2 separate regions of the Mus musculus genome follow, and region 2 is linked to region 1. Evidence: chromatin contacts called from public Hi-C data. All regions are on one chromosome and are shown on one strand. The core of a region is the stretch at or near the end of the contact, and the rest is flanking DNA. Distances in the headings are between cores, read along the strand shown. Region 1 overlaps Tln2 (talin 2). Region 2 overlaps Tln2 (talin 2).

Region 1 (2,848 bases), core at 209-2,708:
AGCTCAATTGGCAGGATGCTTGCTTAGCCTACACAAAGCCCTGATATTCACCTCTAATCCCAGACCCTGAGAGGTGGAGGCAGGGGGTTGGGACTCAAGGCCATTCTCATTTGTTTGAGTCCACAAGCAAATGCTTTTTCACAATGTAGTTGTTTTTATTTTGTGTGTGGATGTTTTACATATGTGTGTGTGTGTGTATACACATACATATATGTATATGTGTTTATATATATATATATATATATATATATATATATATATATATATACACATACATACATACATACATACATACACACACATATAAACTGAGAGCTGTTATTTAGATGCTGGGAATTGACATCCCCCCCAGTCCTCCACAAGAGCAGAAAGTGCCTTGACTACTCAGCCATCTCTCCTACCTCAAGCAATCCTGAAAGTTGAAAAAGCCACAAGGTATCACATTTCAGAATGTATGAAAATACAAGTGACTTTTCAGAGGAAACAGGGCATCCCAAAATATGCTTCTTTATGTTTAAGACTACATCCACAAAGAGAGACCGGATGAATTATTATTCATAGATACATGAAGGCATAAGACTATGATAAAATATTCGTGAGAACAAATGCCAAGAAAGTAGCTACTGTTAGAAATACCGAAAAGGAACCAGATTTGATGGCACATGCCTGCAAACCCATGACTCAGAAGGTTGAGGCGGGAAGATTAGAAGTCCAAGGTCACTCTTAGCTACCTAGTGAGCTTTGGGCTACATGAGACCCTGTCTTAAAAAAGAGATGGCTCAGTGGTTAAGGATGCTTGCTGTACAACACAAGGACCTGAGTTCACCATGTGGCCACCCTAGCCAATAACCAAGAGCAGTGTTAGAGGCAGGGAACAGAGGCAGGAGGATACCCGGGAACCTGCTGTCTGTCAGTCTAGCTCAGGCTTGTTATCAGCAGAATAAAGTAGAGGATGGTAGAGTGGGACATCCATGTGCATGTGCCACAGTGGCACACACAGACACACACAACAAAGCAAACGTGGTACCATTAACACGGACCTCTTCATGGTGAGGGTATAGATTCCACAATTAACATCACTTTTCAAAACATAGTTGCAGTAGTCCGGCTTTGAGATGGGAGCCTGGCGTACTCACAGTTGGCAAAGGTGAAACAAGGTGTTCATGCCAGGCAAAAAGGGTCTCTGCATCTGTGTGAAGGTAGTGCCCGTTGGTGGAGGGAAGGGTGGGCAGGTAGGTAAGAGGCAAAGGAAGCCTCAGATTCATGCTTTCTGGCCAGCCTCTGTTCCCTGTGTGGCCGTTCCAGGCAAGTATTTACTGAGAAAACAAAGCAACCCAAGACATGAATCTGTGCTCTGAAAGAATTCGGAGTGTACTTGGACATTTTCCCCCACAAACTCTAGATAATTCTACTGTCAACAAGCAAAGCTCTCGGCACAGTAGGAGGCCTCGAGTCAGTTTTAAAACTGTCAGCAGTTCAAATAGTACTTCCCCCTTCAGAGCTGGTGTGCTTTTGTAGAATCTTTGGCTAGAATCTGTGTTTCCAAACTAACCAGGAAGGTGGCCTTTCAACCTAGGCTCTTCTTCAGCTCTGCCTTGCTCTCTGCCTCACTACGTTGAAAGTAAAATGCAGGAAGAGACACTTGTCTGCTCCAGTGTTTCCTTGTTTCTGTTTGTTGGGTTGATGTTTTGTAATTCCTGTTCTGTGAATCTCACAGCTCAGAGCTCTCCTGCCAGGGTGGTTTAAATGATGGTTTAATGCTGTTTGTTCCTGGCCCAGCCTGCTAGGGGCCCTATTTATCTGCCTGATGATTTCCAAACTCAGGATCACAGCAAACCAGCATGATCTGTATTGCCACAAGTTCCAGGGCACTGGCCTGGGCTGCTTTTAAAGGGTGTTTGGACTAGTTTGGGACCACAGAACAATACCGACAGTGGCCTAGATCTTAAGGCCCAGTGCCTGTGCTTCTTCCTGGCTGCAATGATCAATGGATCCCTTCCACACTTAAGGGATTAATTGCCCATGTACTGAACTTAGCAAGGGTGGTCTTTAAGATGCCATGCTGCCATTAGGGCCATGCATATGTGGCCTCAGGATACAATCAGGGCCCTTATAAAGATGAAGTATTTGATAGTGTTTTTATCACCTGGGTAAAGACTCATTGTCCCTCCACTCTGAAGGGGGCAGCCCTCCCCAGATGACTGAATATAAAATCACCTTGACGTCACACACCCTGGGCTGAAGAACTATGAGACACAACTTCCTGCTCTTTGTAAATGAGCCAGGCTATCACGTTGTGGATGGGCTGTGTGTCTTCCTCATCCTCATCTTAGGACAGTCACTTTTTGTGACCACTCCAGGCATTCCCAGTCATCCAGGACTTCCTTCAAGCCATGGCCATTCCGCAAACCACCAGAGCTTACCCAGGACTCTCAGTCACACAGACATTGTGATCTTGGAACCTGGAGTCAAGTCCAAGTCCTTCTGGTTTGTAATTTGAGCTTCTTGACCACAGCTTGTGGTTCCTCTGTCTCTCTCAGAACCAGGGCGTGCTGGCATATGCCACTGAGCTCTCCATTGGGCCTTTTAAGCAGGTCTGGGCAAAGCCGAACATTGATGTTTCTAGCAGGGTACTGGTTAATGCTGATGATGCTGGTCCAGAGACCACACTCAGAGAAGCTCTAGAATACCAGCTAGAGATGGGGGTGTGATTATTTGCTGAGTCAGCATTAAAACAGAGGTGAAAGCAAAACTTGACTCCCAGTGTCCTTTGGTGGCATTGTCACTACCGCATGTCTGCCACTCCTCCACCCCTGTAACCTCTGCCTGGTGGATACTTTAACTGGGC
Region 2 (2,848 bases), core at 161-2,660, 170 kb before region 1:
GAGAAAGGGCCTTTATAAATAATGTTACTCTTTGTGATAAAGTTGGAATCTATTAAATAGGTTATATAGTAAGACCCTGATTCCATTCTACTATAACTCTACCAGAGTGTGGTATAAGACATACTGTTTTTATACCAGTAAATGTGTTCCCAGTCACCCAGTCTCACATTCCTGATTAACTTTGTTTGTTTTGAAACAGGGTCTTTCCTTGTTGTCTTGGAACTCTATGTAGACTGGGCTAGCCTTGATCCTCCTGCCTCTGCCTCCCAAATGCTGGAATCAAAGGCTTGTGCCACTACACTGGCTGGACCTTGTGGTTATAGTTTTAACCTTCTCTAACTCCTTCTTTCTTTTGTTTAGTACTGCAACTAACTTCTTTAAAATGATGCTTTTTAAAGCCTGAGATGGTTACGTCTGTAGAATTTCATTCAGGGTCAGAAGAATAGTTTTTAAAATTTCCTGTTAAAAATATAAAGTGTTCCAAGATACGGTGGTACATGCCTTTCATTCTAACACTCAAGAGGTAGAGGCAGGTGGATCTCTGTGAGTTCAAAGCCAGATGGGTGAGTTCCAGGCCAACCAGGGCTACATAGTAAGACACTCCAAAACCAAACCCCAACAAAATATAAAATGTACATCTTTAACCAGGAGGACTTTCAGTAGCATAGAAGATTACTAATATTAAAACCATCTAAGCCGGGCATGGTGGTGCACGCCTTTAATCACAGCACTTGGGAGGCAGAGGCAGGAGGATTTCTGAGTTTGAGGCCAGCCTGGTCTACCGAGTGAGTTCCAGGGCAGTCAGGGCTACACAGAGAAACCCTGTCTCGAAAAAACCAAAAGGAAAAAAAAAAAAGTTATTTTCAAAACGAAATGTGAAAAGTCTAAAATTGTTAGCAGTTTTGGTGTGTGTGTGTGTGTGTGTGTGTGTGTGTGTGTGTGTGTGTGTGTGCGCGCGCGCGCGCCCACGCATTTTAATTGCATATGTGTATGCATGCCCTTCCTAAAAAGTTATCTAGCCAGAAACCTGGGGCCAAGAAGCTTTTTGTGGTCTTGTGGTTCAGCCTCCTAGACTTGCCCAGCCCTTTCCTGCAAGCTCTGCTCCCCTGAGGTTTGGTGGTCTTTGCTTCTGAGAGATGCTTGCATACTAACTAGGCTCAGACCTGGGAGGGGAAGTAAGTTGAGTGTGAAGCTTCTCCTGTCCTTACCCACAGAGGCCTGGCCTTCTCTCTGTGTGGCCCAGTTTTCCTCCCTCCATTCTGCCTTGGGGAGACACTCCTGCAAATGCTTGCTGTGCCCTTGCTGGTCTCTAACATTTGCTGGAAGCACATTTCTCCAAGGCATTGTCAGACTGCATTGCTCCTCCGCAGGCCTCTGTGACAGATCCCATATTTAACAGGAATGATGACACTCCAGGGGATGAGCCTCCTTGGCCTGACTAACCCCCAGCAGGCTGCTTCCTGCCTTGTTCCCTGTGCTCTCTCTGGTCCATCCTTGTTATCAATATCCTTAGAATAGACCAGAACTATTCCTAGCTCAAGTTCTGGCTTATTCATGCCATTTTCTTTAAAAGTGGTGCTACCTTCTCTGGATTGCTCTCCTGGGGGACTCTGCTGTGGGCCTGTGGGCCTGGGCTTTAAAGTGAATGGAAAGCTGGGCTGTCAGAAATAATGGTTTCTCTTTTCTTCTAGGGTTGCCTTGACCTCCCTCTGTAGGAGCTGTTTCTTGCCAGATGTTAGTAGAACAAAGAAGTGGGCGTTCCAAATAGGCTCCGCCCTAACAAGCCCTGTTGACAAAAGCCTCCAGGCTTTGGCAAGGTCTTATTTGTGCTACAGCATAGTAGTCAGGACAGAAGCTGTCCCACCCAGATGTTGTGTTCCATGGAACTATTTCTGTGATAAAAATACCCTCCCTTCTCCGAGCAGAAGCAATGACTTCAGTATCTCCTGCTGAGTAGCCGAGCAAGCCCAGCACCCCTGAGCTGCATTTGGCACTGTGTCCTTTGGCCAGCTGTGTGGCTCCCAAGAGACAAGTGTAGTTGTATGGAGAAGATGTGAGGGAGAGAATGACCTGGGGGAGGGAGGGAGGACGTGATCTTTAAGCAGCTGCTGAACTCTGAGCTAGCTTGAGCCTAATAACAGTGAGCCCCAGGTCCCCTGACCTCAAGCGCTATCACTTAGGGGCCATTTACTTTATTTAAACATAAGTCTTATTTTTTTTTATTTTGTGAATGTTCACACGCATACCTCACGGTTCATTGTAGAGGTCAGAGGATAACTTTCCTCTGTTCCCTTGTTGGATCCAGAAATCAAACTCAGGTTGGCTGGCCTGCCCCGCATGTTCTTTCACACACTGAGCCATCGCACCAGCACCGCTAGCTTATTTTTTTTGAGATGGGGGTCACTTCTCTGGGACCTGGGGCTCAGTGTTATTAGGTTATTCTAGTTGGCCAGCAGGCCTCAGGATCCTCTTGTCTATGTCACCATGCTTGGCCTTTACTTGGCCTTGAGGTCCTCTTGTGTGCACAGCAAGACTTTTACCAAATGAGCCGTCTCCCCACACCACACTTCATTTTTATTTCTAAAAAGAAAGATCTCAGGGTTCTAGAAGCAAAACATGTAAAACAGGGGAAACAAGCAAACCCAGCCCACACAGAGCACATTCATCTCGGGAGCTAATTTTCTGTACAGAGCTTGGGGTCCAGGAGTCTCATCTTTTTCTAGTGGTGTCTCATGGAGGGATGCTATGATCAACAGGTGAGGTCCAGGCTCCATTATCCCATCTATCAGGATGAAACCTTAAATCCCTCGATGGGAGCGTGCTAAGCAGCTCCCCATTACTGTAACAA

What was found. A called contact is a pair of places that touch in the nucleus more often than the background predicts.
Region 2: a Hi-C map of uterus shows a contact between it and region 1, with 2.1 times the contacts expected there. The contact joins two enhancer-like sites. A contact is called at or near these places in 2 of 484 Hi-C or Micro-C datasets (nephron progenitors and uterus), 1 of 115 datasets of contacts at active chromatin or transcription factors (cardiomyocytes) and 1 of 9 other capture datasets (pancreatic islet).

Annotation. Positions count from the first base shown.
Region 1 is chr9:67,378,846-67,381,693 of GRCm38.p6, reverse strand. The region is part of intron 8 of Tln2 (talin 2); the gene reads left to right. Among named protein-coding and RNA genes, the nearest start is that of Mir190a, 140 kb to the right of the region's middle. Within about 2 kb of position 1,458, at least 23 of the 459 cell types and tissues checked have an H3K27ac peak or open chromatin away from gene starts, as enhancers often do. A contact at or near this core is called in uterus, where this site is marked.
Region 2 is chr9:67,548,558-67,551,405 of GRCm38.p6, reverse strand. All of the region lies in intron 1 of Tln2 (talin 2), which reads left to right. Among named protein-coding and RNA genes, the nearest start is that of Tln2, 9.7 kb to the left of the region's middle. Within about 2 kb of position 1,410, at least 86 of the 459 cell types and tissues checked have an H3K27ac peak or open chromatin away from gene starts, as enhancers often do. A contact at or near this core is called in uterus, where this site is marked.